Linked DNA regions of Mus musculus: all the other regions are linked to region 1. A link is a contact called in public Hi-C data. All regions are on one chromosome and are shown on one strand. The core of a region is the stretch at or near the end of the contact, and the rest is flanking DNA. Distances in the headings are between cores, read along the strand shown. Region 1 has its middle 46 kb from the start of Gm31225. Region 2 overlaps Wwox (WW domain-containing oxidoreductase). Region 3 overlaps Wwox (WW domain-containing oxidoreductase).

Region 1 (3,341 bases), core at 410-2,909:
ACTTCACATTCAAACCAACAACATTCCTAAGTGCTAGGGGTGAACATGCAATCCTGGCCCATCTAGTTCTAAAACCCAGGTGTGTGACCAATAGATGCCTTCTATCATGGGATATTCTATAAGGAACCGGTACTATGAAATCTTCCATATTTCATCTTACTGAGCTCCATCATATGCAGTGAGAGAATCAGAGCTTGATAAGTTATTTCAGTGTGTGTGTGTGTGTGTGTGTATGTACATGTATCCTCTTGTCTATGTGCATGCATACACCTACATAGGCAAGCAGAGGCCAGAGAAGAGCCTCTATCATTCTTTACCTTATTCCTTTGTTCCTAATAAGATCTCTCACTGAATCTAGAGCTCAGCTAGGTCAGCAAAGCCCCTGTCCCCAGCAACACTGGGGTTGTAGGTGTATGTGGTGCCACACTTTGGTTCTTCATTTATGTCTTGGGACCTGAACTCAAGACCTCCTGATGGCCCTGAAATCACTCTCACACTTTGAGTCATCTCTCCAGCCCCATGATTTCCATGTTTTTTTTCTTTTGGGATGAGAACACAGTGTAAAATTGCTGTGCTAAGTAATGGAGATGCCAGCAAACAGGGATGTACATCAAGGATCGTAGTGAAAAGCTTGCTCCGGGGATTCTGTGGCATGATACGTGGTAACCACATTTTAGGTCCTGGTCAGGTGCTGAGTCCTCTGTACTCTGTGGCAGGCACTGAAGGAACCTTGTCTTCTGATACAAGGGTATCCCTGCTGTGTACCCTCTGGCTGATGACTGACTTTTTGCTAATCCTTATTTGATTACAAAAATGCCAAGGACGAATTCAGTGGTTTGCAACATGTCTCTTGTCCCCAGTTATATGATCTTGCCCCTCTCCCCCCATTTATGAGAAGTGTGGTTCATAACAGTGCCAGAAGGAGTGCATCATAGGAAGTAGACTTCAGGGCACAGGAACACGATGTCCAATGGATGGTTCCATGTGTATGTTGCCCACTGACAGGTGGAGGTGGTAGGAGTGACCTGAGGGGAGAGATGGCAGGACATGGTTTAGTTTCCCTTGGAGGCATGACTGGCTGTGTGGGAGGTTTTCTTTCAAGGTTTTCATCCATAGGCGGATGCTTCAGATGGGTCCACTTTGGGATGCTAGGTTGACTCTCTTGCGCATGTGGTCACTCTTTTCTTTGTTTTTTTAACCCTACTTCAATAAATTAACTCCAATGGTACCCACAGAGAGTGTGGGATGTCTCTTATGGAGAGAGAGAGAGACAGAGAGACAGAGAGATATATAGGAGGAAAGACAGGAAGAAGAAAGAGGGGAGAGGGGAGACAGAAAGAGAGATAGAGAATCCCTAATCATCTGATAGGCTATCACAAGTAGACTCCTTTTTCTCTAGCTTGCAAAATCTATCCAGGGCTTTAGCCTTATTTCATGCATGGTCAGCAAAAAAATCTATACAGTGGAGAGCAACCTGCTTTCCCCTTTTTGACTGGAGGGGGCTCAGGAGACCCTGCAGGAAGCCCAGGGTCCAGCCCGGAGCTCTGGAGGAAACACATATTGCCAGCATTCAACAGGCGGCGCTCTTTGCCTAGGTGTCAGAAGCCAAGTCCTGATGCCTGCCTACTGCAGCTGAGTAAGCCGGATGCTCATCTGAAAACGAAAGGTTGCTCCCTTCCCTGGAGTGGGGGCTGACTCATCCTGCTCCTGCACACTGTTTGGAGCCCTGTAGGTTCTACCCTGAGAAACCAGCAAAGGTGAGCCCTTGGCCTTAATCTCTGGAGGCACCCCAAGTTCCTCAGTCAGCCTCAGATGGGGAGTCCAGGCCCTCCCGCAGGGCTCTCCTGCTAGGGGGCTGTCTTGAAAACAAGAGCTAGAGAAATTTCTGGGAACCTGGGTGAACACTCCAACGGAGAGGAGAATAATGAATATTTCATGGAGGTGGCTGGAGTTATTAAACAACATTACACGCGGAGCGTGTTGGCAGGGATCTGAGCCACATTTACATGAGTAAAAATAGTGAGAAAAGAGACCCAGAGCTGGGGCAGTGTAAAGGAAATCCCAGCAGAGCTCGGATGGAAGCAGCTTTCAGCCCCTCCAGGTTCAGGTGAAGGCCTCACTCTGTACCCTCTGACCCCATCTCCAGGAACGTTCCATTCCACAGTCAGGGTGTGGATAAGTAAGAGCTGAGAGCTGACAAAGTCCCTAGGGACTTTGATTCTCACACTGCACAGTATGTGTGTGTGTGCGTGTGTGCATGTGTGTGTGTGTGTGTGTGTGTGTGTGTGTGTGTTTATGTCTGTGTGTGGAGCAGGGTGTGTGTATATGAGTGGCATGTGTGTGTGTTTGTGGTGTGTGTAGTGTGCATATGTATGTGTGTGTTTGTGGTGTGTATAATATGTATATGTTTGTGGAGTGTGTGTGATGTGGGATGTGTGTATGTGTATGAGTGGTATGTGTGCTTGCGGTGTGTGTATTGTGTGTGTGTATGTGTGTTTGTGGTGTGTATGGTATGTGTGTTTATGTGTGTGTTTGTGGGGTGTGTGTGTGGTGTGTGTATGTGTGTGAGTAGTGTGTGTGTTTGTGGTGTATGTGTTGTGTGTGTGTATGTGTGTGTTTGTGGTGTGTGTAGTATGTGTGTGTTTGTGGTATGTATGTGTATCTGTGTGTGTGTCTGTGAGTGTATAGGCCCTTAGGTAACACTTTCCTTGTCTTAGGGAACCTTGAGGGTTAGAAGGGGCTTAGAATCAGGCCTACCTCAGGGATCTGTCCTGGAGTCTCAGATGTCTGAGTCAGAGGGAGTCAACACTGCAGGAAGACTGTATGCTTTGGACTAGAGTGAGGTGGCTACACTGGGGCTCTATGACCCCTGAGGCCACCCGTAGCTGAGCTATTCCCAGACCTTGTCTCTGATGGACAAGAAGAATCAAAGGCCTCTTTGTTTATCCTCTGCCCCAAGCTCTGAGAATTTTGTCCCTGCCTCTTGACCTTCCCTCTTGTAGTACGTACTCACAAGAGGCATGGAAGAGGGAACTCTTGGAAGAAAGCAAAGATGTAGGGAACTAGAATCAGAGAAAGCCTGGACCATCTTTGAGCCCCTGGGTGAGCAGCTTAATTACACTGGGCCTCTGTTCTCTTGCATCCTGTGAACACTAATCGAAGGGATGTCTGTTAAGTGGCAGGCACCATGACCCATGTCTGGTATGCAGTCTGTGCTCAGTGAATATTTGAATCTTCTTTTCTTTCCACTCTCCCAACCTGCCCAGTGCCATGATTCTTTTACAAGGTCGATTCTTCTTGGAAAGAAGGGGGAGAGAGAAGGAGAAACTGTGACCAGTGAG
Region 2 (3,341 bases), core at 215-2,714, 1.7 Mb after region 1:
AAGCAACCTCAGCAGCCCTAGTGAAAAAGCTATCAAGAGTGGCCTAGAATGTTCCATCTACGGAAGGAATGAAAACACTCTCCCTTCTCTTCTAACCTTCAGGGCTCTTTCCTACAGCTGAGAGGTTATTTTCCTCCACACACAGCCGTAAGCACCCTGATCCTAAGGGACTCTGCCTTATCATGCTTCCATCCATTAATTGGTCCATGCACAACAGACACAGAGCTGGGAATGGTAGCATGTGCTTAGGTCTCTGCACTCAAAGTCAGCCGAGCCTACGCAACCCCATGTGTAACAGGCCAATGTGGGGGTCACTGAGACGGCTCAGGAAGTGAGAGCGCTCACCATTGTGCCTGATGACCACAGCTGGATCCCAGAGACCCATACAGTAGAAAGAGAAGAGACTGTTAAAGTTATCCTTACACACACACACATACACACACACAGACACACACACACACACACACACACACACTCACACACACACACACACACACACACACTCTCTCACACACACACACACACACACACACACACACACACACACATACACTCTCTCTCACACACACACACAAATAAATGTAACTTCGAAATGTTTTAAGAGACAGAGAGTCTCTACATTTTACAAATGAAGAGCCTTATATTTAAAATACTAAAGTGGCCTGCCCTAGGTCACTGAACAAGTTAACTGTCATTCCACTAGTTTTCTTCCTTCTATGTCCCAAGAGCCTCCAGTCAAGGTGCTGACCCTCTGGGTGCTGATAAAATCACACGCCAGCATTGACTCATTCTCGCGTATTCCAGAGGAGAGGGGCTGCAAACCTGGACACTTAGTCTTAATACAGCAGACAGCCCTGCAAACCAGGAGTTTCATGAGCGAGGGTCCTAATGAAACAACTGTGATCTGAGTCATACAAGGGCTAACGGTTCAAGTCCCTCCAGTCCCTGTCTGTGATATCTTTTTCTGCTCCCAGGCTACAGAAACAATAACCAGACAGCCTCATTGGATTTGGTTTTTGTTTTTTGTTTTGTTTTGTTTTGGGGGGAGGGGTGTTGTTTGGTTTGTTTTGGCTACATGATGGTACTATCTGACTTCTAACCAAAAGGTGGGAAAAAAATCTTTCCAAACTAAAGACCAGTCAATGCCTACCAGTTATTCAAAGCGATCAAAAAGATGATCCCGGGGCCAATGCAGAGCTCCGGTGCCATCCTCGGGAGGACCTGTAAAGCACAAAGCTAGGGAACACCAACTTAGTATAAGGACTCATTCCGGGCCCGAGCATCCGCTGCAGAAATGGCTGCAGGGCGAGTGTCTGCAAGGGACCCACATCTCCATCCTGAACAACTGCGCAGAGACGGAGAACTACCTGCCTGGCCCATGAGCTGGAGGAAGTCACCTGGCCCGAGTCACTCAGGTAGGAAGAGGGGAGCAGTTTGAAAACTAGGTCACGCCTGCTTCTAGAGTCAGAACTCCTCGCCCGCCTGCCCCTCTCCAGACTGAAACCCGCCACCAATCAAGCCTGCCCTGCCTGTCAGCAGAGCTATTTTCGGCATTGGTACAATTTCGCTACGTGGGAGCCCGGCTTGTCACGTGAACAAATGCACGGGAAAGCTCCGGCATGGTGCGACTAGCTTTAACAGATCTGGGGAGCTGGGATGTGTATGGGGGGTGGGGAGGCGCCAATCCCAGAATCACCAGTTCCTGGCTACTGTTTACCAGCCTCTCAAACCCCATCGTGAGCCAGCCAGTGCTGAGCTGAGGGCCCCTCTCCCATTCCGTGCCCAGGATGTGAGTGTGCTAAGCAAAGCAAATAGCCTTGAAGCCTAGAGGACTTCACAGAAGCAAGAGGGGAAGTCAGGCCGGCTTCTCTCTCAATTGCCTCTTGATCACAGGATTGAATATGTACTTAGAGTAAGGGACACTTTGAGATAAATTAACTTCTAAGAGAAAGGGACATTTTGAAAATTAAATTATACTGCATGGAACGAGCAATCAATCAGCAATCAATATGTATCTGATAGCCATGCATACAAAATGAAAAGGCAATTCATAAAAGAATAAGTACAAATGGCCCGGCGTGAAGAACGGCTACATCTTGGGTATAATCGGAGGCATAAGGATTTAATTGACAGTTTTTTTTTCTTTTTCTTTATGCCCCTTCCCAAGATTGGCAGGGACACGGAGCAACAACTGGCAATCAGATTGGTACAACAATTTAGGGGTGCAGTGTCACAGATCAAGATATTAAGATTAGTGGGTAAATCCGTCGATTCAGCAATTCTCCTTGCACAAAATAAGGCTGCAGAATGTCACAGATGGGTACAAACATCTAATTGCAAAATGTCTGCCTCCATTCCGTGGCTATTAAAAAGCTGGAAGCTACCCAAATGTGCCACACTGGGGAGATAGCTGGAGCCATATAATGGAATAGTATGCAACCATTTAAGAGGTGGAATATTTAATGGTAAGGAAAGATACATTTCACAGCCCAGTAGAAGAAAAGAGGAAAGCCACTGCCTCGGATCACAGATGCTGAACACTGGCATATGCTTCCAACTGTAAGGATTTTGAATTGTTTTTTTTGTTTGTTTGTTTGTTTGTTTGTTTTCTGGTTTTTTTATCTCTATTTTCTACATTCCCCATAGACAATACATTTAATAAAATAAATTTAAAGTCACTTAAATGAGAGGACACAGAACACTAACTCCATGTAACACTTGGCTCCTGTCCCTCCCGACTCCATGAGCACCCCTCTCGCATGCTAACCTACGATGAAGAACCCCAAGCAAGCATCCGTGCCTTCACCCTTGATCCACCTGGGGCTTGGAAACTGCATCTGCCACAGCCTACCCTACAGCTCCACCCTCGGTCCCTAGACCATCGGGGTCAGTTCCATTCTAGACCTGGGTGCAGAGTGAGTGAGCTTGACGGGGTATGTGCCATTACTTCTGAGGTAAGGAAAGGGGTGGGCATAGCACATTGAGCCCCGGGCAGGAACTCACACATATTCTGTACCTGTCCAAGGACCTAGGCACACTTAGGGTACTGACCTCACCTCTCTGTTCTCCTACTCTGGCACCATTTTGATACAGCTGCAAGCACTGAGATGAGGATTTTAAAAGACAGCAGAGCCCTTCTATTTAAAATGCCTGTCTGTATGATATAATAACAATGCATAAACACTAATCTGGTATCATTGAGTGTAAAGATAAGAATGAGAGATGTGGTTTGAAGTTTCTTTATAACCACATGTGAATGCTGGCTAACTTTGTTTCTGTGAGATCGGTTCAAACAAAGAGCCTAGCTCTGCTCACCTTGCTAATCAACCTCTACACAGTGA
Region 3 (3,341 bases), core at 510-3,009, 1.2 Mb after region 1:
CTGGGTACCTAGTTGCTAAGGTTCACGTCTTGTCTGTAAGGAAGACATTGTTATTCTCATGGGAGCAAGGTGGCAGTGGAGTTTCAGGCCTGCCTCTTTCCCCACCAGGTTTGCAGAAAGGTAGGTAGTAGTCTCCAAACTTTTGATACTCACCCCACCCCAGAAGGGTGCCATGGTGGCTTCTCGGTTTCAATAAGAGAGGAAGAATGCTGTGAGTATAGTTGTTCTTGAAGAAGCAGACAAGCCACAAAAGAACATCATTTTGGGGAAAAAAAAAAAAAAAAAAAAAAAAAGGCTCAATTTTACTCATCAAAAAGGCAGACAGGGTGGGGGTGGGGTACACACTGTGACTCTCAAAGACTTGGCTGGGAGCAGTCAAAACACTCCTAAGTTGCAATCTATGAGATATTTTTGTTACATGTTATTATTGGCGAGGGCTGAATATAGCCCTGATAATTTTTCAGTTCAGTGAACAGAGAGACGAGGAGCCAGGGAGGTAGGAGGAACTAAGGTATTTCAGGAGTCAGACCCTTCTAAAAATAGGGCCACGTTTGATGGTGGGAGCTCTGAGCATGTCTCCCCTTCTCCTCCTGTACCCGTGATGTGGGCTTTGATGTCTACTCCTTTCTGTCTAGCTTGCCTGTCTTCTCAGTAGCCCCTGGACCAACTCAACATGTTAGCCATGGCTGGCCTTAAGCTCCCCCCCAAATGTGTTTCTGTCCTGATGTGTCCCAAGTTTGTCTGTGGTCTTTCCAATCCTTCTATTGTTGGAAGATTAATTTATTTACCCCCTCAGCGTCCTCTGAGGTGGTGCCTACTTGGGCACTACCTTGTGCCCCCTCCCCTATTTGAATGGACTGTTTTCTTCCTCTCTATTGCCCTGGGAAACCATAGCAAGTGACCCTGGTGTTCCAGTCCTCTGTACATGGCTCTGTCTGTGGTGCGGGACCATGAGTATCAGAGCCATGGGTGACGTCTGGTTTATCTTTGATATGGCAGTGACTGATGAATGAAGAGGTACACTTGCTGCATGGTTCTGTAAAGGGATTTGCGATATCCCTTCAGGGTGCCTCATGACCAAAGCGATGACATGGGCCAAGGGTTGCCTTTTGTGTAAACACCACACCCACATGTAGAGACACACATCCATAAGTCTCTCAAGGATCTGGCTAGAAAACTGCCACAAGATTATGATGATGTGGACTCCAAGAGCTGGCAGTTCCCAATCTCTACTGAATTAAGTCTCCTGCCTTTCATCTGAATGAGTCAGAAGAGCTTTGTCCAAGGAACCAAACATCACCAAGTGAGATAGTTGTCCAAAGAGTGGTGGTGGTAGTGTGTGCACTCTTTCTCTCTCCCTCTCCCTCGTCCCCTCTCTCTCGGTGTATGTGTGTGTGTGTGTGTGTGTGTGTGTAGCGATATATTTATAAGCAACCTGAACATTTAGCAAAGACCTCTCTTCATCCCTGTACTCGTGCAATTCTGTTTTCAAATTCCTTTAAAAACCCAGAAGGAAAAAAAAAAGTGTGTTAAATTCAAATTGCCGCTCTCCTGTAGAATTATGTGAAGAAGTATGCCAACAAAGGTTGAGGCCAGTAATTACGTGGCAGCCGAGCTCTTGTTCTTGATTCTCATGCAAAGCACTGCCTGATCCCAATTAGCACGGGCTTGTTTTTGCCTCTCTTGGTGTGCTGCCTCCTGCCCACCTTCCGGGGACTCCTCCCTGTGGGTTATTTGTTCAGACGCAGTTCCAGACACACCACTGTGATTTCCTTCTTAATAAACACGATCCAGTGAGGAACGGAAGACAATGAGAGGCACCTGCGCTGCTATTATAACTTCTCGTTCCCGCCCACCAGCAGAGTGGGGCTATGAATAAGTGAGAGCAGCCAGTCTAAGAATAGTAACAGCACTTTCCCATAAACACACAGTCATAAAACTTCTGCTCACACCAAGGAAGGACAGGCGTACCAGGCCGACACCATTGTTGGAAACTTGGTAGGAATGTCACTCTGAGGGCCAAATGTTTGCTGTCCATGACCCAGCCAGTGACTGAGGACAGTCCCCATTCCATGCTACAAAACAAAACAAACAACAACAACAACAACAACAAAACAGCCGAGCATTCCTGAAATTGTGGCAAGTCCTAGATAATGTCAGACGGGGGAGAGTCAGAGCAATGGTAGAGAAAAAGATAAACAAACAAACAAACAAAACCATAGGCTGTGGTGTCAGAAAACACAAATTTAGGTTTGTCTTAGTGTAAGAAATATGTATTAAAGTGGGGCAGTGGGGAGATGTCTTGGTCAATACATCTCCAGTGTCTGCTTTGCAAGTATGGGAACCTCAAGGTGGACTTGCAGAACCCACAAAAAGACCTGGGTGCAGCAGCATGCTCCTGTGATTCCAGCATGGCAGAGGCAGAGAATGGAGGGTCAGGGGACAGGGAGGGTATGCTGCTGTTCAGCCTGTCTGCATGGATACTGTGAGAGATGCTAGCTATGGCCACAGTGATTTAGCCCGACTGCATGGATACTGTGAGAGATGCTAGCTATGGCCACAGTTATAGTTACTAGGTTTTTACAGAGATGTTATCCACAAGGCGGGAGCCTAGAGATGAGGACCACACTGGCCAGGTGATGGAGAGGAGAGCAGATCTAGGGAGAACACACATGCACACTGTTAGTCTCATGGGGGAAATTGAGTCCTGTCTCTGTTTCGCTGTTTCTTGAGGGCCTTGCGGGGTGGGAACATACATTCAACAAATCATTTGCCGTTGGCATCATTAGAAGGGTCCTTCTGAGTGTCTTTACATGCGTGCCTACCATCGTTATTTCTAAGACGGTTTGTCACCCGGAGCAGAACAGGAACCGCTTTGGCCTTGCTGGCTCTGAGGTCTTTTATTAAGTTGGATCGCTGCCTAGCTTTCTAGTGTGGTGTCTCTGTTTCTGTCCGTGTTACTGCCCCTCTCGCCAATCCACTCTTTGGGGGACCCATTCTTTGGGGGAAAAGGAGCAAATTTTAGAAGCTTCTCTAGAAGGAAGGCTTCCCACATCAGCATGCTAACTCTCAGGCGTCCTCTAAGCCCCCACTCACATCCACTAGGTTGCGGCTGCCTCCTCTTCAAGCGTGCCGTGTAGGCTCTGGCCGGAGGGCCTTTGCACTCGATGGCTGCTTCTTCTGGGTGAATGCTCTGCCAGTGACATTACTCCCTTCAGGCCTGCATTCAAATGCTGCCTTTCCTGAGAGCCCTGTCTTGAATACTCCCGGTCAAAAATGACACACCTGAGCCTTCTCATTTTCTTCACTCAGCTTATTTCCCCCACGGTATTTATTGAACA

What was found. Hi-C and Micro-C count contacts between places; a contact is called where the count stands out from the background.
Region 2: a contact with region 1 is called in a Hi-C map of cerebral cortex, with 4 times the contacts expected there. The contact joins two enhancer-like sites. A contact is called at or near these places in 3 of 39 promoter capture datasets (the 3T3-L1 cell line and frontonasal cranial neural crest), 1 of 15 datasets of contacts at CTCF or cohesin (the NIH/3T3 cell line), 20 of 484 Hi-C or Micro-C datasets (the AML12 cell line, DN3 thymocytes, adipose-derived mesenchymal stem cells and 10 more), 1 of 115 datasets of contacts at active chromatin or transcription factors (astrocytes) and 1 of 9 other capture datasets (liver).
Region 3: a contact with region 1 is called in a Hi-C map of uterus, with 2.9 times the contacts expected there. The contact joins two enhancer-like sites. A contact is called at or near these places in 3 of 484 Hi-C or Micro-C datasets (myocytes, uterus and ventricular fibroblasts) and 1 of 9 other capture datasets (embryonic stem cells).

What each region holds. Positions count from the first base shown.
Region 1 is chr8:116,142,694-116,146,034 of GRCm38.p6, reverse strand. No RefSeq gene overlaps it. Among named protein-coding and RNA genes, the nearest start is that of Gm31225, 46 kb to the left of the region's middle. Within about 2 kb of position 1,659, at least 66 of the 459 cell types and tissues checked have an H3K27ac peak or open chromatin away from gene starts, as enhancers often do. A contact at or near this core is called in cerebral cortex and uterus, where this site is marked.
Region 2 is chr8:114,454,429-114,457,769 of GRCm38.p6, reverse strand. The region is part of intron 4 of Wwox (WW domain-containing oxidoreductase); the gene reads right to left. Among named protein-coding and RNA genes, the nearest start is that of Wwox, 16 kb to the right of the region's middle. Within about 2 kb of position 1,464, at least 24 of the 459 cell types and tissues checked have an H3K27ac peak or open chromatin away from gene starts, as enhancers often do. A contact at or near this core is called in cerebral cortex, where this site is marked.
Region 3 is chr8:114,971,694-114,975,034 of GRCm38.p6, reverse strand. The region is part of intron 8 of Wwox (WW domain-containing oxidoreductase); the gene reads right to left. Among named protein-coding and RNA genes, the nearest start is that of Gm39257, 12 kb to the right of the region's middle. Within about 2 kb of position 1,759, at least 36 of the 459 cell types and tissues checked have an H3K27ac peak or open chromatin away from gene starts, as enhancers often do. A contact at or near this core is called in uterus, where this site is marked.